2 separate regions of the Mus musculus genome follow, and region 1 is linked to region 2. The links are chromatin contacts, called in public HiCAR-type maps. All regions are on one chromosome and are shown on one strand. Each heading gives the region's core, a stretch centred on a gene start, on an enhancer-like site or on the middle of the called end of the contact. The rest is flanking DNA. Distances are from core to core; before and after follow the strand shown.

What was found. HiCAR-type assays count read pairs that join an accessible place to other places.
Region 1: a contact with region 2 is called in a HiCAR-type map of astrocytes, with 2.9 times the contacts expected there. The contact joins the promoter of Pknox1 here to the promoter of BC004004 in region 2. A contact is called at or near these places in 1 of 39 promoter capture datasets (liver), 1 of 115 datasets of contacts at active chromatin or transcription factors (astrocytes) and 1 of 9 other capture datasets (adipose tissue).

The regions. Positions count from the first base shown.
Region 1 is chr17:31,563,207-31,567,441 of GRCm38.p6, forward strand. It overlaps Pknox1 (Pbx/knotted 1 homeobox), which reads left to right and starts at 1,567. Exons shown (of 11, transcript NM_016670.3): 1 at 1,567-1,682.
Region 2 is chr17:29,267,369-29,271,498 of GRCm38.p6, forward strand. It overlaps BC004004 (cDNA sequence BC004004), which reads left to right and starts at 1,420. Exons shown (of 9, transcript NM_030561.3): 1 at 1,420-1,634.

The DNA of each region.
Region 1 (4,235 bases), core at 317-2,816, 2.3 Mb after region 2:
GCCCTGGCTGTCCTGGAGATCACTTTGTAGACCAGGCTGACCTCGAACTCAGAAATCTGCCTGCCTCTGCCTCCCGAGTGCTGGGATTAAAGGCGTGCGCCACCACGCCCGGCTAATCCCTGCAATGCTTAATAACTTTGTTCTTTGAGGCAAGGTCCCTATGTATTCCATATTGGCTAGGACCTCAAAAGGTAGATAAGAATGAATTTGACCTTCTGATCTTTGTGCTTCGACTACCCAAGTGCTGAGATAACAGGCATATGTCACCATATTAAACCTGGTAAGGTTTAATGTGTGTTGGGGATCCCACCTAGGGTTTTGTGTATGCTAGGTAAGCACTCTTATCAGCTGAGCCATATCTTCAGCTCCCAAACCCAGTTTTTCAAATTTTAATATTGTTGTTGCTATTGTATGTGGACAAATGTGTGTGCATACCACACATGTGTTGGTAGTTGGTTTTCTCCTTCCACGTGGGTTCTGTGGTGAACCGAACTGTAGCTACAAAGAGAGTGATGCCTTGGGGTGTCTGTGGAGCCTTGAGGACACAGGAGGGTGTCCTACCAAACACATGCTGCGGCTTCCTCAGGCCCCTTCCAGCCAACAGTCCTGGGGTACAAGGCTCCTCCTGAGGAGTGTGGGGTCATCAGAACCGCTTTAATCTGTGTACGGATGAGAAGCACCGATCACACACTCAGGCGGCCACTGCATAAAACTGTTGCCTAGACAAGCCAGGCAAATTGAGGGCCTCTTTCGCTCTGTCTTTTACTTCGATCAGTGAAGCCACGGGGCCCGGGGTACGCTGCTGCAGATGATCTGGTTAGGCAGAGCTTCAACTAGAGACAACACTGTCCAGTCCTCCTAAGGAAAGGTCTCTTTCTTTCTTTTTCTTTCTTTTTTTTTTTTTTTTTTTTTTTTTTTTTTTTGGCCTGGAGTCCTAACGGACCAGATGTCAGACCGCAGTCACTTCACGGTCAGTCAGGAGACTGCATCCATGGTTAGATCCCAGGGCAAACATCTCAAGCGCTCAGTCCTTCGGTCTTTAAAGATGAACGCCTACCTCCTCGCGCCTACCCCAGCTCCAGAACCTTGATTGCGAGGCGCCGCTCAGAACGAAGGGCTAGAGCCGGGAGGCCCAGAATCGCGAAGGTCCTCTGATGGTACAGCCCGTACTCCCCGCCTGAGCTGCAGATGGTTCCACCCAGTTCCACAAACCTTTATCCGAAGGGAGGGAGCAGACGAGTGCGCAGAGGAGGCGTGGTCTATAGCTCTCTGGGCCACGCCCCACGGCGTGGTCATGAAACATAAGCTCTGCCTCTGGGGCGGGGCAGGCTGCTACTGGCGCCCGGGCTGGGCCGCTGGGTGGGGCCTGGCTGAGTGCGCGCAGCGGGGCGGGACCGGCCTCTGCCCCGCCCCGCTTGGGCCCTCCCCCGCCCCCTGCCTCGCCCCCGCCCCACCCGCCCCGCCCCCCGCCCGCCGTCGCGCTGGGCGGGGGCGGGGCCCGGGGTCGGCAGGCCCCGCCCCCGCGGTGAATATTGATGCGGCGCGCATCGGCGTCGCCCTCCTCCCATTGAGCGAGGCTGTGTCGCGTGGCCCGGCGTCGGCGTGACGGTTGGACGCGGGCGCGGCACTGCGGGTCCCGATTGCTGCAGCCGCTTGTCAGTGTGATGAAGATTGGCACCCAGGTAAGCTGTCACTCAACCGCTCCGCCGCCGCCGCCGCCGCCGCTCTCGCTGCCGCCGTCCCTATCAATCACACCGGCCGAGGCCGCCGCTGCCGCCGCCTCCGCCGCTGCCTCTTCCGCCGCGGGCCAGGCGGGCGGTCGGGCGGGCGGTGCCCCGGGCCGCACTTGACCCGCGCCCGGGGCGGGGGCGGGGGCGGGGGGAGGGGTGCGCCGATGGGGGGAGGGGGCGCTGAGGCCGCGGCGCGGGGGCGCGCCCGGCTTGTTTTCCTGTGTGGGTTCAGGGGCGCGGAAATTTCTCGAAGGCGGCAGGGCCTCCGCGCTGGGCCCGCTCGAAGCGCGCGCCTAACCGTCGCTCACGGAGTGCAGCTCGCGGCTGCGGGGGCGCGCGGGCCGGCGGGGGCGCGCGGCGGCGGGCTGAGGGCCGAGGGCCGAGGCCCGGGGGCGGCGCGGCAGGAAGATGGCGGCGGGGTCGGCAGCCCAGAGGGGCGGCCGGAGCCGGTGTGGGGCTTCCCGGGGGAGTCCGCGGATGGTGACAGCGTGTCGCGCGTGTCCACGGCCCGTCGGGGAGAGCTTCTCGAGGAGCGCTTGGTCCGCTGTGCCTGCTCCGTGTGTATCTGAGAAGGGAAGCGGTGCGGCTAGGAGCACCGAGCCCGGCGACGTCGCGGCTCCAGGCTCCGGAGGCCGTAGCCTGCGCGGTCGGTCCCACCGCGCCAGCCGGGAGCGCGCGGGCCACGGGGGCCAAGATTGAGCACACATCAGGGATTCTGGATAGTTGAGACGTGGGTGTCGGCTCGACAGGGAAGCCTCTTCCAGAAGTGACTTGTTTTTGTTTTATTTTATTTTTTTTAAAGATGTGGGTGATTTCCACTAAAGGATGGAAGAACACGCCTCTAAGCAGGCCTCCTGTCATAGCACTAGAAAAATGAGCTTTCCCTAAACACTCCAGGGAAGGATTTGACTGAGGCGGGAACGCGTTGCTAGCACGCTTTTTGTTGCTCATTCGGTGTCCAGGTGAGGCAGGCAAGAGTCCCTAAACCCTCCCAGCCTGTGCGGGCCATCCCGTTGGCAATAGCGCGCTGAGTCTTAGATCCACCATTGTGTGAGGTACCGTTGAAGCTTAAGGTTCTTCCTGGAGAACTTTGGCCACCAGGGCACCAGGAGTTGATGCTCCTTAAGAGAGACCCCTGTGCTTTAGGATAGAACAAGGATGGCTGGGAAGATAGCTCGGTTCCCCCCCCCCCCCCCGCCCCCAACCAGCTCTGTGATTCAGGGGGCGGCAGTTTACATTTGGTAACGTTTCTGTGGCCTTGTATCCTAACTTTAGGAGGTCCTGATTGTGAATTGTGGAAACAAAGTCACTGTAGGAGTAGTAACATTCAGTTACAAGCTTCACTTTGGCCCTGCACAGTTAAAACCAGAACTGTTGAGAGGAAAAGAGATTTGCCAAAGTTCGAAGTGTGGATCCAGGAGCTGAAACTTTCCCAGGGTCAAAAAGAGTACCAGTCATGTTGGAATAGCTCTCAAAAATATCTGATCTAGCGAGGTGGTGGTGGCACGCTCCTAATTCCAGCACTCAGGAGGCAGAGGCAGGTGGACCTCTTTAGTCTGGGCTATAGAGTTCAATCAAGATAGTCATGGCTACATAGAGAACCCTGTCTTAAAAAAAGTATTGGGCCAAAGTGTCTCATCGGAGCCCCGGATTAGCTCCCTGTGCAGCCGGGCTGAGCAGAGCTTTCCAAGTCCTTTGGGAGTGTGGTGAGGTTTCTGTGACAACTTAAATGCTTTGTGGACATGCCTCACACTGGTTTTGCTCATCTGATCTGATTGCCTTCCTCGCTGAAGATGCTTCCTTTTTGTTTTTGTCAGTTTCTGTCCTTTTTAGAAACCCATGTACATTCAGCTGTCTTTGGTAGGAATATGGATGAATGGATGTTCAGGGCCCTCTTCATGACCTGGCAAATTTTTTGTTGGCAGAGGTGACAAGGAATTCAAGAAGTACAACAGTCAGGAGAGCTTGATGTCCTGATGTGGTGTGGTCTAACAGTGGTTGAGGGTAAGAGAAGTTAGCCACAGCCTTTGGTGGGTTAGGCTGTCTTACAGTTAGCTGTGCTGAAACACAGGGAGTTCTTGTCTAGAGTGAAAGTTTCCATCTTGTCTAGAGTGAAAGTATGTTGTATGTGGTAGGATTGGTAGGATGAACAAAGTGGACTGGACAGTCATTTGGTGCAAAGCAGACAAAGGCCTGGCCACAAAGGCTGCTTCGTGTTACATTACTGAGGGTATGCCAGGTACCTCAACTGCTACAGCCCCTGCTGTTGAGCTATTGTTTAGGAAGTTCCCCCCAGAAGGCAGGCAGTGTGGCCTGTGGTTGGGAATTGTGTCTCTGATGTTCTGTGGTTCTTGGAACAGCATCATGGGAAGCGGATGGCGTAGCTTCTTACTCCAAGGATTTTCAGGGAGGTGGCGGGGGGGGGGAACATTTACAGAATCTTGAAAACCATGAGGTAGGGGATGCAGTTCACTGACGGAACTCTTGCTTTACAAAGCCCTGTCA
Region 2 (4,130 bases), core at 170-2,669:
CTCACTCTGTAGACCAGGCTGGCCTTGAACTCAGAAATCTGCCTGCCTCTGCCTCCCGAGTGCTGGGATAAAAGGCTTGCGCTACCACTGCAAGGCTAGCCCTAAATTCTTAAAGACATTCTCTGTTCTCTTCCAGCCTGTCATCTAAGGAGGCTGCCACTCTGATCGTCACTGTTCTCTGTAAAGCTGGTGTCCTTAGGGAAACAGAACTGTACCTCTTCAGTGCAGTCTCACCTGTCTCTCTTTGCCTTGCAGCTTCAAGTGATGGGAACTCTGCTAACCCCAGTTCTCTCACTCGGTGAGGTTCTGAAAAGGGGACTTTGAGAATTTCCAAGGCCACCATAGATGAATTTAGGCTCCATATATTCTCCTTTTTAGTTTTTTTGTTTTTTTGTTTATTTGGTTTTTCGAGACAGGGTTTCTCTGTATAGCCCTGCCTGTCCTGGAACTCACTCTGCCCGGCAGCTACAGACAGTTCTAAGCCATTGTGTGGGTGCTGGAAAGTGAACTCTGGTCTTTTTCTGGAGCAGCAGGTGCTTGTAACTCCGGAGCCCTTTCTCTAGCCTGTGTAACTGTCATTTTAAGGGGTTAAAAACAAAGTCAGTTCTGGCAGGCTTAGTATGTCAGCTGAGGGTACAGGTAGTAGTGGGTGTCAGGAAAGGAGACTTATTTGTGCCTGTATGGGGAGAGCGTAGAGTGGCCTGGTGGCCTGGAGTCTTTGCTCTGGTTCATCTGACCCCATCTCACAGTCACCATGGCTTTTGAGTTATAGCATCAGGGCTGAGCCCAGCATTTTGTTTCAGGTCCCCGGGTAGAAATCAGTTAAAGGTTCTGATATAGAGGCTTGAGAGATGGCTTGGCTGTTCAGAAAGCTGTTTTCCCAAAGAATTTGAGTTCAGTTCCCAGAATCTATATCATTCTGCTCACAGTTGTCTGTAAGTCCAGTTCCATGGGATCCGGTGCCTCTGAAGACACTTATGTGCATGGAGAAGCGTACACATACTACACACACACACACACACACACACACACACACATATACAAACAGTTGCTGACTGCCACTCCCTATTTGTGAGAGAAACCTGCAGTCAGTTAACCAGCTCCATAAACCTGTTTGGCTGGTTCATGGTCAGGTGTTGTGAGAATGTTCATGTTACAATATATAATTCTTGAAGCAGTTTCCTAAGAGTACAGTGCTTAGTGATGCTTACCACAGAACCAGCAGTCAATAGATACAAACGAGTGAGCCAAGTGTAAATGGGAATGAATTGAGTCAATGAGTCCGGACCCCTAAAAAAATTTTTTTATTATTATTATTATTGTTGTTATTAATATTTTGAGACTTCTACGACTGAGAAGGCGCAGTAGTGCCATCTGGACGTCAGGGGGAGCAAGAGCACAAGCTTTTCAGATACCGCGAGATTTGCCCCGCGCCCCGCGCCCCGCGACCTCGCCAGATCTGTTTCGGAACCTGGGGCGCAAGGAGCTTTTCCTTTGTGTTCCAGCCCTGGCCGGCGGCGCGAGAACCACTTCCGGGTCGCGCTGCCGGAAGCAGGAAGTTGTTGGCCCACCCTCCTCGCCCGGCGGCTGCTGTCCCCGAGGCGGGAGGAGCCCGAGAGGGCGCGGGCCCGCATGTGAGTGACTGGGGCCCGAGGCCGGGAGGGGGGAGGCCGGCCGCCCTCCGCGGCCGCCGCTGCCTCGCGCCGCCCTCCTCGCCGCTCCCGTCCGCGTTCTGCTGACTGACAGCACCCCCGACCGCTCCCCGGGGCAGATCCCCTCTGACATCTTTCCCGAGGCTCCGCGGGGAGGGTGACGGGGTCCGACACTGCTCGAACTTGGTTCGCAGACGTGGCGGCCGTGTCCGAAAGCCCTGACCCCGCTTGCCAACCTGTCACAGATGCCTTAGCGTCACCCCTGAATGGCCCCTTCTTAGACATCTTAGCCCAAATGTTAAGGAGGAAGTACTTAATTTAATTTTATTTATTTTAATGTGGACTTAATGTGATAAACTTGGCGTCTCAGAACGTGGCATGGCACACTGACCCGTTTGCAGTCAATCGCCTGCCAGTACGAGAAAAATAAGCTGCCTAGTGTTTCCTTGCATTTTAAGACTTAAACCTTGCAAGCCATGTGTCGTGAGTATGCTATGTCAGAAACATAAAGGGACACGTTTGTCTTTTCACAGTGCCAGGCACAATGTCTTTCACAATGGAAGTACAGATTCACAAACTGGGTTTCGTTGGCTGCAATTTTGCCAAGATTTCGAGATTTCCCTTGACAGCTGGCCATCACCGAAAATAGAATATATCATTCCAGTCTTCACTGGTGATATTAACTCTCACCGGAGACTACACATCCCACAGTAATTATATGTCTATGTAGGCTATTGAATAGCTGTGTAAGGGGTAAAGAGGCCACAGGAGTTCTAAGAGGCCTTACATGAAGCAGAAGACAGATGTAAAGAGAAAGACAAGTATTCATGATAAGGTATGAAGGCTTTGGAGCTGAGGGAGGCCCGGAGCTAGACTTCACCATTGAGGTGAGCTTGGGAATGAACTGGAAGATGGTCCAGAAGGACACACAGGTGGCCACATCAACAGTGGCAGGAAGGGGAGGATCTTGAGCTCCAGAGATTGGTAGGAGTTCTCTGCTGTCAGCCTTTAATGAACACACTCGTGGTTACACGGGCAATGGGGGCTCTTGTCATTATAGCTTTAGAAGTGTTCATGGGGCTCAAGTGAAGGTGATCGATTTTTGCCACTTTCTAGGGCATATGATAAGTTGGTTTTATTTAGTGTATTTGATAATGGATCTCCTGGTGTGAATTCAGTACCCTTATGTGTTCATAGAGTTCTAATTTATTTTGATAAGTTATGGTTGGTTGGTTGGTTGGTTTGGTTTGGTTTTCCTCCCTGGCTAGCCTGGAACTCACTCTGTAAACCAGGCTGGTCTCCAGCCCTCCTCTGCCTCCCAAGTGTTGGGATTAAAGGCGTGTGTCACCTCATCTGGCAGCCTCGATAGGCCTATAGGTGGAAAACTCTGTTTATTAACTTTTAGAAGTAAGTGGTTGTCAGTCCGTTCTGCGTGAGAGACGCTAACAGGTGGTGGAACCCTATGCACAGTGAGGCGTGGTGTGGTCTTCCTGCTTCTGCATTCCCACTTAAAATAGAGCCAAACGCTGCTTTTATAGAATGGAGTCACCTCGGGCAAGGTACAACCTGAAAACTGCTGTTTCACACAGTATGAAGTAACACATAACAAGGCACACACAGCTTACAACCCCACACATTTTATGATCTGAAAGCCTGTATCACTTTGGTATCGAATGTTCTGTAGTCATCGCACTCTTGGTAGTAGAGATTACGCCTACATCTTCAGAGTCAAAGTCTTTCCCTTGTTCACTGGGTAGTTCCCAGTGTGGAACTTTTTATGGACCTCTCTCCCATTTGGTTAACTCAAAGTTGACTTGTTTCAGTTTCTCTCTTAAGAACACACGGGGAATGGGGGTTGGCTCAGTGGCAGAGCGCTGGACTGGTATGCGCCAGGCACTGCTCAGGTCCCCCTACTGAAGGGAAGCAATGCAGATTACAACTTAAGTCAGGCATGCTGACGACTGCCTTTAATCCCAGCACTTGGGAAATAGACTACATGGAATAGTTTCTTAAAACCAAACCATCCCGAGACCCCAGCTATACATGTACATGTATAGTATATGTATACACAGGTGGGCATGTTTGTGTGGAAAGTTCACCTTTGCTGCCTTGCAGTTTGGGCTGAGTGTTCACACATCCCAACTTTTATACCAGAAAGAGCCAAACTCAGGTCCTGAAATAGCAGTAACCGCCCGTGGTCAGGGAGCCCTCCTGCAGCCTGCATTTTCTCCATTCTCCAGTTCTCTGCCTTGGATCATTTTTCTGTGACCCAGTTTAAATGTCTGTCCTCCCTGCCTATTCTCTGACATTCAGAAAAGGTGAAGGTGCTTGCTTCCAGGCCTGCTGCTCACTAAAGCGACACCAGGCTGATGTGTATCAGGAGGAAGGGCACTCGGGGAACCACGAGACATGGTTTGGAGACAGTGTTCAGCGGGTCCTTTCTTTGGATTTGTTCCTTCATTGGGTTCTTTGATTTTT